Regions from separate parts of the Ostrinia nubilalis genome. Here region 1 is linked to region 2. A link is a contact called in public Hi-C data. All regions are on one chromosome and are shown on one strand. Each heading gives the region's core, a stretch centred on a gene start, on an enhancer-like site or on the middle of the called end of the contact. The rest is flanking DNA. Distances are from core to core; before and after follow the strand shown. Region 1 holds the start of LOC135071988 (E3 ubiquitin-protein ligase Bre1). Region 2 holds the start of LOC135071986 (ADP-ribosylation factor-like protein 6-interacting protein 1).

Region 1 (7,139 bases), core at 3,108-5,607, 300 kb after region 2:
AAGATATATGAAGAAAAATTGGGTGCATTTTTTCATATCATTTTTTCGAAAACTTATCGATACATCTATGTGAACCGTACGAAACATACACATCACTAGTCACATTCGTTTGACAGCCGTCATTCTAATCAAGCTATATTGGATAGACTATAGTTTATGACCGAACTAACTCACTGGCGAGCTAGCCCAAGGGCGAGTTAGTTCACGAACGAGCTAACTTACTGGCGAGCTAGTTTATGAACGAGCTAACTCACTGACGAGCTAGCCCAAGGGTGAGTTAGTTCACGAACGAGCTAACTTACTGGCGAGCTAGTTTATGAACGAGCTAACTCACTGACGAGCTAGCCCAAGGGCGAGCTAGTTCACGAACGAGCTTACTTACTGGCGAGCTAGTTCAAGGGCGAGCTAGTTTACGGGCGAGTTGCTCCTTGGCGCTGGCGGGGAGTGCGGGCGGGTCACTACTCACGTCCATCTTCAGCTTCTCGAGCTCCTTGAGCGTGTCGCGGTGCTGGCGGTGCAGGCGGTCGAGCTCGGCCAGGCGGTTGGTGGCCAGCTCGCGCTGCTCCTCCAGCTCGGCCGCCACGTCCTCCAGCTTGGCGCTGGCGGGGAGTGCGGGCGGGTCACTACTCACGTCCATCTTCAGCTTCTCGAGCTCCTTGAGCGTGTCGCGGTGCTGGCGGTGCAGGCGGTCGAGCTCGGCCAGGCGGTTGGTGGCCAGCTCGCGCTGCTCCTCCAGCTCGGCCGCCACGTCCTCCAGCTTGGCGCTGGCGGCGGAGTGCGGCGCGGGCCCGGCGGCCGGCGCGGCGCTGATCGTGGCGCCCGACTGGTGGTAGCTCTTCAACTTCTCGATGGCCTCGGCGAGGTGGTTCTCCAGCTTGTCGTTCCGCGACCGCACCTGTGGAAATTGGAGATGTGAGTCCTGGAGGTCGTTACTTGTTTCGCCTAAAGTTTCGTGCCGCAATTAATACGCACATAGACAATGGTTGGTAATAGCTTTTGAAGAATACAAAGGGGAGAGAGACTACAGAGGGGTTAAGTTTAAACCAAGTAAGTAATTTCTTCATGAGCCCACATTAGAGGAGACTGACTGATCTGAGACCACAGATGCGTTTAGTTCAAATCATTCATTTCATACCTTCATGAGCTTGCTGCAGGTCATCGATCTGATTCTTCAGCCGGGCCACACACAAAGTCATGGCGTGGTCTTACTAGAGTACAGAGGCGGTTAGTTCAAGCCATACCATCATGAGCTCGTACTGCAGGTCATCGATCTGGTTTTTGAGCTCTGCGTTCTCTGTATCCCGGCTGTTGGCAGAGTTCTGGATCGTCATAGCGTGTTCTAACTCTAGACTATAGATTATTACTTTAAGCCATACCTTCATGAGCTCATACTGCAGGTCGTCAATCTGGTTCTTCAACTCTGCGTTCTCCGTGTCCCGGCTGTTGACGGCGTCTTGAAGCCGCGCCACACGCAGCGTCATGGCGTGGTGTCCCTCGTGCAGCGCCGTGCACAGCGCCTGCAGCCGGCGCGACTCCGCCGTTACCTCCGCGTTGGTCGCACGCACCACCTCATCGAGAGCCGGCGCGGGCGCACCCTCTGTGGCAAAGATCATCAAGGCTGCTCAACCTTTTGAGTGGATACAGTCGTTAACGACGGGCCACTTACATGACATTTCCTATTTCAGTTAAGTACTCTTAGGACAAGCGCAATTTAGCGCTCACCAGTTAGCGCCACTGTAGAGTAAGGTCCTGTCACTTGCTAGTAGCGAAGACAGTGGCACCAACTGGTGAGCGCGAAAGTGGTAGGAGGACTATCGTATTTGCACTCATCAAGATGGCGCCACTGTAGAGTAAGGTCCTGTCAATCGCCAGGGGTGCCAACTGTTAAGTATAAAAAAGATAGCCCTCATTATTAAGATCAAACCATACCTTGTGCAGAGCACTTAAAATTCTTTCTGGGGGCCTGGGGTTGAGCAGACTTACAGCAGATTAGACAGCTCTAGCGCTCAACTAAGAGAGTGCCTGAGGTATGGGAGCAGCACGGGAGGGGTGATTTTGACATATTATAACGTGACACTGACAGAGCATACAAATTTTGACGTAATAAATATCATTCTCTGCACTGAGGCCAAGCGCTAGAGCTATGCAATATAATACTTTTTTTAATGGCTTCAGAAATAACTGGCGTCTAGCCTGGGAGAGGAAAAGAGGAATGAAATGGAAAAGGCTTTCATTCAATCAGGGATCCCACAACTTTATGTCATTGGCAAACTTTGTAAGCCATTCAATGGGGTGTATTTGAAGAACAGTTGTTTTGCTTATGTCTAGTGTTTCAAGAGACACAGTGGAGTTTGAATAATTGCCCCAAATATTGAAATTACTATTCCTGCTTGAATATTATTATTCCAGTTATCTCTGCGTAAATGTTGCTGCATGTGTTGTCTGAGATATATATTATTACGGATTCTATGCGACATAAGTTCATCTCAATAACAAAATGGGCAACATTGTATCATCATGCATTATGTAAATAAAGAGCATTGAGTGAGTTTTTATTGTTGGAGGACATCTTGTATCCTAATGTTTAGGTTTAACATTATTTTACATGACATGTTTATTTTCTGTGTAACTGATTTAGACTTTTTTGCTATAACCAAATTTGACAACAAGGAATTAGCTTCAGCCCATTATAACATAAGTATTAAAATGATAAATAGACAGTTATGCGTACCTTCGCCTTCTCCCTTTATAGCGCGCCATATCTTATCGTTCCGCTGCTGGAGCCTGTCAAACGCCTGGAGGACTTTTGCCACTGCTCGTTTGCTCACTTGTACTCGGTTCGCTAGCTGAGCGTCAAGCTCCTCTTTGTCCCACGTCGACAATTGCATTAAAAACGAAGTGGTCGCTTCATTTTCATCTAAAAAGTTAAATGTCTTTTTCTTGATACTTATAACTATGATTGTACTTTAAATATTTGTATAATGTTCAGTTATTCGTTTAATTTAATCATGATAGATGCCTATAGCGGCTTGTGATTCATATAACCTAAACTTTCATAACATCTTGATTGAGATTAACAATTCACTTTTAATTAAAGATTAAAACAGGTACAACTGTGTGAGGAGCACTTATTTATTTGCTATGATTTTAGCAAATATTTTTTTCTTTAAATCTAACCAAACTGTGTAGGATTATGCAAAGCCAACACTGAACACTGTGAACTGTGAAAACTAACCACAAATGCATTTTTGACTCAATTGAACTATGAAAATATGTGATTAATAATAAATCATAAAAAAACAAGAACTTACTTTTATTTTCAGACTCATCAGCAGTCTCAGCATCAAAACGTTGCAATAGAACTCTGATATCCTCATTTAGCAGATTCCAGTAGCGATTCACTACACAAAGAACCGCATCATCTTGTGTTTGCCGTTTTTCTAGCTGTTCTATTCGAGCCCGAAGCTCCGCTTCACATCTGTGGCGTTGTTCAATGCGCTACAAAAACAAAATTATTATTAAAAATTCCTTGTCTCCAGTAAAAAACATTTAATTGTGAAACAACAAAAGAACATAAGTTTATTAAGATTGGAGTACAATCTTCATGAAAATAATTGAAATATTATGTTCAATGCTTATTAATAATAATAATAATAATAAATAATTTATTTCAGACTTTCATCCATAGTTTGTTAGTAGGGATTAGTGAGTTGACCTCAAACACTAAACAGTTGATGAACAGCTGATTGTTGTAGATGTTACATTAAAGCAATCTATTTAACTAGTTACAAAAATCTTGTAAATAGATCATTCTTATTAGCAAACAATACCCAGTTGGTACATCACCTGTGCCAACTTCTTGTTCTGAAACTGTAGGACTTTGATGTCCATTTCTTCCAGTGTGGAGACGGGCCCGATGAGATGGGGTTCAAAATGAACTTTCTTGATAGCAGGCTGGCTACTGCCATTGCCGCTCTCGTCGGCTGTACGCTTCGACATTTTAACCTGAAAACATTTACTTTTATGTACTTAGAACAACAATAATTAGGCCTAAACACGAAAAGATGCTATTGATCCTAGACAACCCGAACAAATTAAAATGATATGAGGTGATAAAGGGAATCCTTGTAATCAACGCTCACACAATTTTGCCGAGTCCTACATACCTGCTTGTCAATATTGACAATCTGGAAAGCTGAATTTTAGTTCCAATTAACAATACCGCTGCAGATACAATGTAAGTAACTAAGTAAATCGATCATTTTGCTAATTATTTACATGAATCAAGCAAATTATTTCATAAAACAACCAGAATTTCGATTTCCCAAACCACCTTAGCTCCACCCTCCACAGATAAAAAATAATAGTAATAGTGTGGCAAGTATCGATATTTTTCTCCTGTTGATTCGATATCGATATTGGCGGAGAAAATAATACGGGTAGATTTTATTAACTTAACGAGTGTTATTACTAAGCGTTGGAGAAACCAGCTAATGAAGGATCTAGAACAAAATTATTTAAAGTATATAACTTGAACAATGTATCACTTTCCAGTATATAAATTATAAAAAACAGAGAATCAACTGCAAGAGCGCCATCTACATGATAGATCTTTTTATTTATTGATTTTAGTGTATTAATTTAGATATTTTTTAGCATTCTATGATGAAAAGTTGGCTGATAACATTATAGCGACAGAAGGATGATGGCAGCTAGCTAGGCGGAGGCGGACCTAAAACAAGCCCTACCACCAACCAGAGTAGAATATTTTGCCCCTTCTGAGAATCGAACCTGAGACCTTTGGGTACATCTGACTGGAGAAAGGAGGTCATCATCATACAAAATGTTACTATTATTTTTTCATGTAATTTTTTTCACTTGACAGTCAATGGTCAACAGGCAGAAGGCGTGGCCTTTACAAGTACCGCCTTTCTCAAAAGGCCACTTTTGCCTGTCTGTCCGGTCCGGAGTTTGGGGGAAACGGAAGCTACTACCCGTTCGCGCTAAGTTTGCCTGTCCGTGGAATGCGCGTCCCCTCCTCCAACCGCGATTAAACGCAATTTGTTAGTGATTAAACACAATTAAGTGTTTTATTTTCGCAAATACACAATTTTTATCAATATTAATAAATAAAAAATATTTTTAATACAGTTTGCTAAAGTTATAGACGCATTCCTTCGAGTGACGTCATATCGCCAGCGGCAAACTTATCGCGAACGGATAGTAAAATTATGTATAAATAAAATTAATCTTTCGGATATTTATTTAATAAAATAAAGTAATAATTTTCTAATAAAGGTAATATTATTAATGGAAGACATTATTACGAGTATTTCAACATAAAATAGTAAATTAGGAATAATAAAATAATTTATAATAAAAGAAAACATATTACTCAATATAATAAAACTTAATAAATCGTACCTAAACTTGATGATTCATGAGTTCATAATATTTCTGTATTTTAATTGGTCCTGAAACATCCTTAGGAAGACCCTATATTTTTTATCATGATAGGGTTTCAGAGCAGGATTTGGAGAGATAACTTCAGCTGTACCACCCATGTTTTGAATAGCATCTTGGACGTTGTTAAAGTACTGCGAGGCACAAGCTCCTAGTATAGCTGAACCAACCAGCACAGATTCTTTTTCGTGCGGTTTCAAAATAGGTAATCCAACTGCATCTGCTTGAGTTTGCACAAAGAGAGAATCCTTTGTGATACCACCACATATTAATAGTGACTTAAATGCATCATAACCAGCCGACACTAAGGCGTCCATGATGTGTCTCGTGCCATACTGGAACGAAAAACACAATTTTAGTACCGTTTATGAAGTTCTAGGCCTTTCAATTATGAAACAAACTTGAAGGTATTAGAAAGCATCAACTCTGTTATCAATATTAGGTACACTTGACAACACTCACTCAACTCACTAATTACTAGAGATGAAACGGATAGTTGTTTGGCCGGATACCGGATACCGGATATCCGGCGAGCTGCTAGGCCGGATAGCCGGATATCCGGCGGCCGGATAGTTGGCCCATTGTCACGTTGCATGTCGTGACGAGTTTAGCGCCGCACAGGAGCTTTGAACGCGATCAGTGGGTCTAGTAGACTAGAGAAGTCACACTTTTCGAAAATCGAATCCGTTTGAATAGAATGTCAGATTTTGCCACGTGTCTAGGGGGCTGATGAAATTGGGCGATTTCGGTTGCCATCGCGAGTGTGTAATTGAATAGCGAAAATTAAATTAGTTGAACTGCTACATTGTCATCAAACTGAACTGCATCGTGTCATCAGACCATCAGTAAAAAACAGATCGCCTATTTTATTTGGCAATATTTCGACATTAACAGATATTTACTATTTACGTATTCGTCATTACAGTAAATAAGAAATAAGTTTTTTGAAAGGCCTTAATATGGCTTTTTGGACTTTAAATAAAAGCCGTTATTATTATAAGCCATTTTATTGATATTTACCATAAAAGATTAATGTATTTCATTTTATTATAGGAAATTGTCGTAGTTTTTATATATCCGGTATCCGGCCGGATAGTGAGTTACTATCCGGTATCCGGCCGGATAGTAAATTTAGGCCGGATATCCGGCCTACCGGATAGTTACCGGATATCCGTTTCATCTCTACTAATTACATTCTACAAATCCTGTGGAACTGGGACTGTTAAGGACGAAGCACACCTATCAACCCGGAAACGGATCGTAACCGTATCAACATGAGGCGGTCCATAACGTAAACGCCTCGCCTCGCGGCGAAAGGCGATAGGGTGTTGATCTCTTTCCAGTTTGATAAGTGTGCTGTGACCTTTATGCTTACCGACAAACCCTGCAATGTGGCTAGATACAATAATGCCAGATTCTCTTCACTACTATTAATAGTGAGTCCTATTACCATCCCCTTCATGGTAGGGTCAGCCAATGGTGATCTATTACCATGAAAATCAGGCCATACATGGAAATCTTTAGTCAACAAGCTCACATCTTTCAGTCCTTGGGCTTGTGCCATTTTCACAAGCAGCTTCCGTAAATGGCTGCGAACACTAAAAACAATAAGAGGTTAAAATTGTAGTCATAGTTCAATTCTATTACTATTGTCGTTTACTGATAGATATTAAAAT
Region 2 (7,190 bases), core at 2,413-4,912:
GTCGATAAGATAATATCATGGGGCGCATCTTAGCCTTGCAGGTCTCTTCTGCCCCTTCCCCCCTCTACACGATTTGAGTCCTATGTCAGGCCCTGGGCCCCGCTCGCACCGCCCTAGTTACGGCACTGGTCGTGCTCTATGTCTCGGTGTTGCACAGCGTTGAACGCCCGATCGACACATTATGGCAAAAATTCATAAGACATTCTGAATAAAAGTCTGTCTTTTCAATTTCTGCCTATTCGGCACTTAGTAACCACTGTGCATTTGTAAATAGTCAATCAATATTATTTAAGTTGGTGTTATAATAGTAAGCATGCTGTGTTGCATGTTCTATGATGTCCGTGTTTATTCAGTCGGCACATTTTTGATAAGTATTTTGTACAATTTCTTTCAATAGTGTTATTTTTTATATCTATTTGTTTAATTATTTAATTTATTACATACATTAATTACCCTTATTTGTTGTTGTCTCGTATGTGTACTTTCCCGTGATTGTTGCACAGCTCATCAGTCAATGGCCGGTGTAATGTGCCGACTGTCTTATCTGCATGTATATTTAATTAGTCCGTGACGTCAATAAAAATATTAACTTTAGTATTGTTAGAAATATCTATGTATGTATAATGGATGATAAACGGGACGTTATCGTTAGTGTTATATTCTATTGATCTTATGTAGCCTCTCGATATAATAATGAATAGCTATTCCCCTAAGGCCGTTTGTAGACATCCGTTTTTTCACCGGACGACGGACCGTCAAAAAACGGATATCCTTTGTTTGCTGTCAATTTTCTCGCCGGACCTATGTCCGATGCATGTGCACACGTTCATTATAAACCATACGCTACCGCTAAATCCGGTGAAAAAATCGGTCCGTCGTCCGGTGAAAAAACGGACGTCTACAAGCGCTCTCATAGTCCGTAGATTTCTGAGAATATGACCAACCACGAAAGCTCCGCCCATGTGTCCCCAGAGCCGTCCAGCTATATTTTACGAGGATCCTAGTGTGTTATAAAATCTTAACATGTGATTGTCACGTAGGTTCGTCTATTAGCGGGGACGTGACGCCGGTGTCGCTGGCGTCGGAGCTGGACTTCAACAGCAACGAGGCCACCGCCGGCTCCATCACTGATCACGATCTGTTGGTATGTATTATAATTGACCTGCATTTTGAAGTTATCAGTTTCTAATCTATCAATTTATTTTTTTATTTAGGTAATTGAAATACGCCTATTGTTTCAGAGCGCTGAGGGCGAGGACGACGAGGAAACTTTATCTGTGGATCCCAACGAAGCTCCGCTAAAGTTGATCAAGAACGACCTCAGTCCGCTAAAGTTCATTGCACCAGAGCCTCCTACGGCTGGTTGCAGCCGCACTCCAGACTTCTACGGCCTCAATGCGCACCAGACCAAGGAAACCTTCCACAAAGACATGCCGTCCAGCAGCAAGAACTACAACCTAGAGACCGACGTCAAAAACAAATGCTCCAAAACCGACGTGTGCACAGAGCCATCGACGCAAAGCAATAACGATGGCGCCAATAAGAAAAACGACACACTCAACAATGGAAGTAGAAGATATAGCGACAGTAGCGCACACAAAAGTAACATTAGTTCGCAAGCGGTGGTCGCGGGCAGTAGGTTCACGACCACTTTAGTTACGGAAGATACTTTGAAAGCGGGTACGTCGAGTAAGTCTAACAGTAATTTGCCTAACCTAGCAGAAGTCGAGCCAGCCGAGCCGCTGCTCACCAAAGCCAATAACGTCACAGTCAAGGCTGGCTTCAATATTGAGGATTCATAAACTTTTCGCAATTAGATACTCTGGGTAGTGAGAGTTTATACAGCAAAGCTGTATGAAGGATTTTGATAATGAAATTTTTTACAACAATCTCATTTATTGGCGAATATAATCTAACTAAAAATAGTGTTTTATTATAGAAACATAAATTAGTGGAATATTTATTGAAGCTTATTGAAGGATTCTAACAGTATGAAATCAAACAAAAGTATTTTAACAAAGTAAACATTTTCAGATTGTGAACACCGACCAGAGCCAACAGAAGCTTAGTAACGCAATATGCAATCAAATGCTTTTAGGATGCAAATCATATCAGTGTTTCTCAAAACACAACTCTTATGTCATATACTTTGTAAAATTAGTATAAGGATTTGAAAAATAAAATGTATTCTTCATAACTTTGTACATATTTTTTTGCCTACTCTTTAATTAGATTTTCAGTTATAAGAATATTTTACTTTTATTGGATCCATATTCAATTGCTAACTGGAGGTAGACCCAACAACAATACAAGTAAAGAAAATCTACCTATGTTGCATTTCAAATAATTTCAATGCACTTATTTATACTTACAAAATTAAATATTCTTCAAATTAACACTAAATAGGATTTAATTAAAACAATTACTTAGATACATCTTTTTAATTTAACCAATAATATCACACAATATATTTTAAAGCTCAATAAAGTAATGAATAAGCTAAGCTTAACTTAAAATCTTACTGACCAGACTCATTACACCTTTAAAAGCTAAAATAAATTAATGTTTGCACATCCTACTCTGACTTGACCAGTTTTGGTGCCATGTGAATAAGAGATAAAAAGGCGTTGAAAATACCACGGTGCTGTATGCCGGGCCACAGAAGCATCACCGTCGAGAGAATGTACAGCAGGAAAATGTTGCTGATTGACGACGAAATCCAAGCCAAGGTGCACAGCATACTGATGGAAATTATATAGTACTGAAAACAACAAAATATCATTAGAACTGGGGTCCTAAGGTCATTAGAATTTGTCTTGTTGATAATGAACTAATTTTCAGATCTAATACTATTTCAGCTTAATTATACTGAATGGAGGTAGTTTCAGGAATCATAAAATTGAATCTTACCATGCATGGACTGGTATCCCTCAAAGAGTAAAAGGATCTAATCTGGTTCAATGTTTTGTTGTAGTGTACTACAATACTCCGGCATATTTCTTCAAACATCTTCTCCTTTTGGCCAGTCCAGGATGCTGGGCCGTAGAGTGAGTTACATATGACCGGGACGATGAAGTCAACAAAGTTCAGCATGAGTCCTACCAAAGCAAAGGTAGCCAAAGAACTCATATCCAGTAGCCAAATTAAAAGGTACAGAAATGAGACTGTGCCAATTATAGCACATGGATGCCATTGTTGCTCCCATAAAATGATTGATTTTAGCGGTATCAGGGCTACACGCCAGCCCTCTAAAAACCTTTTCAATTTTTTTACTTGCTGCTCCTAGAACAAAGAATAATAAGTGCCTACTTTAATTTTACAGATTTTTGAGATGAGTGAGCTATACAGTTTAGGTAATAAATGTAAACGATAAATACGAATAAATAATTTAGAAATGAGAAAAGAAGGTACAATAGAAATTATTCATAAGATCAAGAATGTTCTTAAATTTCTTTGGAATTAATTAAATTACCTGGTCTTGTAGAACGATATCAGCCATTTTTAATGTAATTTCAGATTTATTAGTCCAATTTACTCGTAGGCAAGTTATAAAAGGGGAAAAAGCAGCGCTTTCGCTCTAATTAAATTCTTCAAAACAAATCCCAACCAGGCGGGCCGAGAAAAATGGTGAAAAGTGGCAGATCGATGCACAGATTAAACAGCAGAGATGACAGTGTAGTGATGTGCGAAACCAATTCATTTTATCGATACTCACCTTGAGTAATAGCGTTGAGTTAACAAAATTACAGATGGCGCTTCTAGCTTCATCTTTGTCAAAAAGGAGGCGACATCAACTTGAGCTTGACTGGAAACCGAGTGAAAAGTGAAAAACATAACACTCCTTCTGTCGCAGTCGGGTAAACATTTGAAAGTATGCCTTTTTTGCTAGACCTAACTCTTATCGATTCGTATTGAGTAGGTAGTTTTAGGATATGAAAAATGTATGGTATAAAAACAACAAAATATAACCATAGTAATATTTTAATAAATATTTACATCAAAAACTCGTATAAAAGTAATAATTTCTTAAAAATAAAATAAGTATGTATTGACTACTCCAAATAACTAGCTTGATCAAACAACCATTTTTAATCTTAAAAAGTTTGAAACCAGAATCAAAACCATATTATGCAATTTTCATATTATTTTCACCAAATCGTAACTGTTTTGATAACAAAAGGTTCTAAATCGCATGCCAGGCGAAAGAGAGCCATAGAAAGCAGGAGATAGTTTCCATTTTAACAAACACAAAACTTTGGGGCTTATAATTAATGTTTGGTGAATAACATCAAGTAGGCTAACGACAAAATAGGCCCGACTTTATCAATCGTCGTTGCTACCGAAATTACAACTTATATGTCGAACGAAACAACATAAGTAGAATACCTACTTACTCCTATCATAATTATAATTGTTCTGTTAATTCTATAAACTGTAAATAGAAACTAAAACTCATCTAAAATATCTGGAGAAAATTTTGGAATAATCAATAGTTATAAACTATATCCACACCAAGGCATAGTATTATAAAACCAGTTACAGTACTGGCGTCACCTAGTAGCAAATTACATTTTATCAGATTTACTTAAATAAACTGGAATATTTTAATTATTACATCTTAATCTAATGGAAAAACTGATGTTTCACTGTTTATTTCACCCTGCGGAAATACCTCTTGCCTGGAACATTAGCTTTTTCATGTGTAAGAGTCTGAAAATAAAATAATAAATTGTTAATCAACAGAATCGAAATCTCCATAAGCAATCTCATGTGTTGCGTTAAAATGATTGTAATTTTTCATCTATCATTATGATGCGATATTTTTATAAACACTAACCCCCTTACTAATAAAAAGTTACACAGTTGTTGAACACTGTTTTAAAATGACATTTCCATACTAAACGTCACTTTATACCACTGATCAACGAGCGTGTAAGTTTTATTAGTAAGGGGGTTAATTTCTACTTACTACAACACATTCATCTTCAGTGAATAAATAATGACGACCACATTTGTCGCCGCTTTCTGGAATCACTGAGTCTGTCTTTACTTCATGGTCGTTCACTAAAGTTGTAACACTCTGTAAATAAAGAAACAACTCATTAATAAAACTAATTTATCATAGAATTTTAGTTTACTTGTGTTACTACAAAGTTAATCATGATATTAATTTCAGTCTTGCAAAATCATTAAGCATAATCATCATGACGTCAATCGCCGCCCTGCGATTACGGCAAATGAACTAACGTAAAATTAAGCATGACAAATCAATAAATCAATGGTTGAATTTATTTAACTGAATTAAGATAATTTACTTATTCTTTCAATTTGGTTTGCATCCAAAAAAGTAGTTGGGAGAGAATATCCAATCAATGTCTTTTCAGGTTCACCTCTTATGTTGGTTTGAATAAATAATTTTCCATGTAATTTCTGCTGATCCTTTACACTTGACCCACACTACTTCTTTCTTTGTCATGCTTCATTTATAATTTTTACATTAAATATTTTACTTTACCTTGATGACACTATTAGGCATAGTTTCTTCATACTCTTCGCCAAGCTTGAACGAATACTGTACAGTTCTTATGAGCGAAGAGGTTTTGATGGTCATTGTTTCACCATCTAGGGTTATTTCCATTAGTGGTGATGACATTGCCATCATTTTCCGACCCATGAATGGGACACCTGAAACAGTATGAAGCCTTACTTAAAAAAACTGTCTCACATTTTTCCTTTAATATTAATATTAATTTAATCAATGTAACTTATTAAATTATTTCAACACTTCCAAAGGATTCTGGGAAAAACTAATTAATGTAATATTTGTATAGTTAATAACTAATAAAAACATAAATTGTACTAGTTTTAGTGTTTAACAGTCACCTGTTAATTTCTTTAAAATAAATAAAACGGATTTTAATATTACCTAACAGTTGGCTATTAAAATTTTACTTTTATCATACGAACTTCTGAGACATGCTATTAATTGCTTAGCAACTGCAGCAATCTCTACCTACAATCTTTAAGCTGTTACTTATTTAATTCTTACTATTTTATTAACTAAAACTTACCAACTGCAATAAAATATTCATCAATATTTTCATTTTTGTAATGCTGATATTTTCCAGGGATAGACATTGGAAAGTTTTGAGCAGTGCTGACCTAAAAACTGAAATAAAATTATGGTTCCACAATTAATTAAAGTAGCTAATTATTACCTACTTAAATGATACAGCGGTGTGTGTTATTGATAAAGTAAATGATATAATAATTATTATCAATCACGTATTCAGATAAAGTGATAAAACTTGAACAAAATTTACATGTAGCTATGCGTATCAAAGTTTCTGACAACCAATTTAATTAATATATAAATATTACAATAATTATTATATACCTTTTCAAGAACCTTTACAGCTGCGGTAATACAAATTTAAGTAAGATTATTAATTTTATTTGTTTTGGAGAAAAAGAAAACAAACTCGCTCGCTCACCACATTGACTTTTTACTTTTTTTGTTTATAGACTAGTAATGTAGTCGCAACAGTTGCAGTTAGAGATGGGTTTCCACCCGGGTAAAAACCCACATGAGGGTAAAAACCCAATAAAAACCCGTTTCATTCCACCCGTGGGTGTTTACACCGGGTGAAAACAAATAATTTTATAATTATTTCAATTGATATCTTTTCTTTATTTTTATTGAATTTTTCTCATTTAAGTTTATTGATTAATAAGTAATAAGTCAAATTTAACACTAATATGCATTTACATCGTGGCCAAATCGTAAAATTGATCACGTTATGATGATGTGTGACCAATTATTTTATAAAATGGTGTTATTTCAAGAATCGTTGAACCGATTTAGAAGAAATTTAGTAGGAACACAATAATTTGTGATCATGGCAAGGACATGGAGGGGAGGGGGGGGGGGATGCCAAAGATGCCAAACTCTCTTTGATGACATTACGGTATAAAGTTACAAATAACAACACCAACTACAAAGTACTTCTGCTTAAAAACTTGAAATCGAACCGCCCTTCCGCCACTGTAACGCATTGTAACGTTTTTCAAGACCTCCTCTCCCCCCAGATTGCATTACGTAACACTAGAACGCCCCCTTAGCAACAAATACCACTTCTCACTTTAAAAAAACGCTATTTTTGTTTTCACCCACCAGAATGGGTGATAAT

What was found. Hi-C and Micro-C count contacts between places; a contact is called where the count stands out from the background.
Region 1: a contact with region 2 is called in a Hi-C map of whole body, with 4 times the contacts expected there. The contact joins the promoter of LOC135071988 here to the promoter of LOC135071986 in region 2. A contact is called at or near these places in 4 of 5 Hi-C or Micro-C datasets (whole body and whole larva).

What each region holds. Positions count from the first base shown.
Region 1 is chr5:14,040,968-14,048,106 of ilOstNubi1.1, forward strand. LOC135071988 (E3 ubiquitin-protein ligase Bre1) reads right to left here and starts at 4,358. Exons shown (of 17, transcript XM_063965901.1): 1 at 4,167-4,358; 2 at 3,847-4,005; 3 at 3,312-3,498; 4 at 2,732-2,917; 5 at 1,377-1,597; 6 at 632-895. The coding sequence starts at 3,999. It overlaps LOC135071989 (FGGY carbohydrate kinase domain-containing protein), which reads right to left. Exons shown (of 5, transcript XM_063965903.1): 4 at 6,839-7,061; 5 at 5,252-5,798. The coding sequence ends at 5,439.
Region 2 is chr5:13,746,187-13,753,376 of ilOstNubi1.1, forward strand. It overlaps LOC135071986 (ADP-ribosylation factor-like protein 6-interacting protein 1), which reads right to left and starts at 3,663. Exons shown (of 3, transcript XM_063965898.1): 1 at 3,473-3,663; 2 at 2,911-3,282; 3 at 2,427-2,761. The coding sequence starts at 3,499. The coding sequence ends at 2,576. It overlaps LOC135072283 (fatty acid-binding protein-like), which reads right to left and starts at 6,492. Exons shown (of 5, transcript XM_063966224.1): 1 at 6,398-6,492; 2 at 6,072-6,169; 3 at 5,516-5,685; 4 at 4,970-5,080; 5 at 4,506-4,710. The coding sequence starts at 6,138. The coding sequence ends at 4,651. It overlaps LOC135071987 (inositol hexakisphosphate and diphosphoinositol-pentakisphosphate kinase), which reads left to right. Exons shown (of 28, transcript XM_063965899.1): 27 at 1,041-1,144; 28 at 1,242-2,197. The coding sequence ends at 1,802.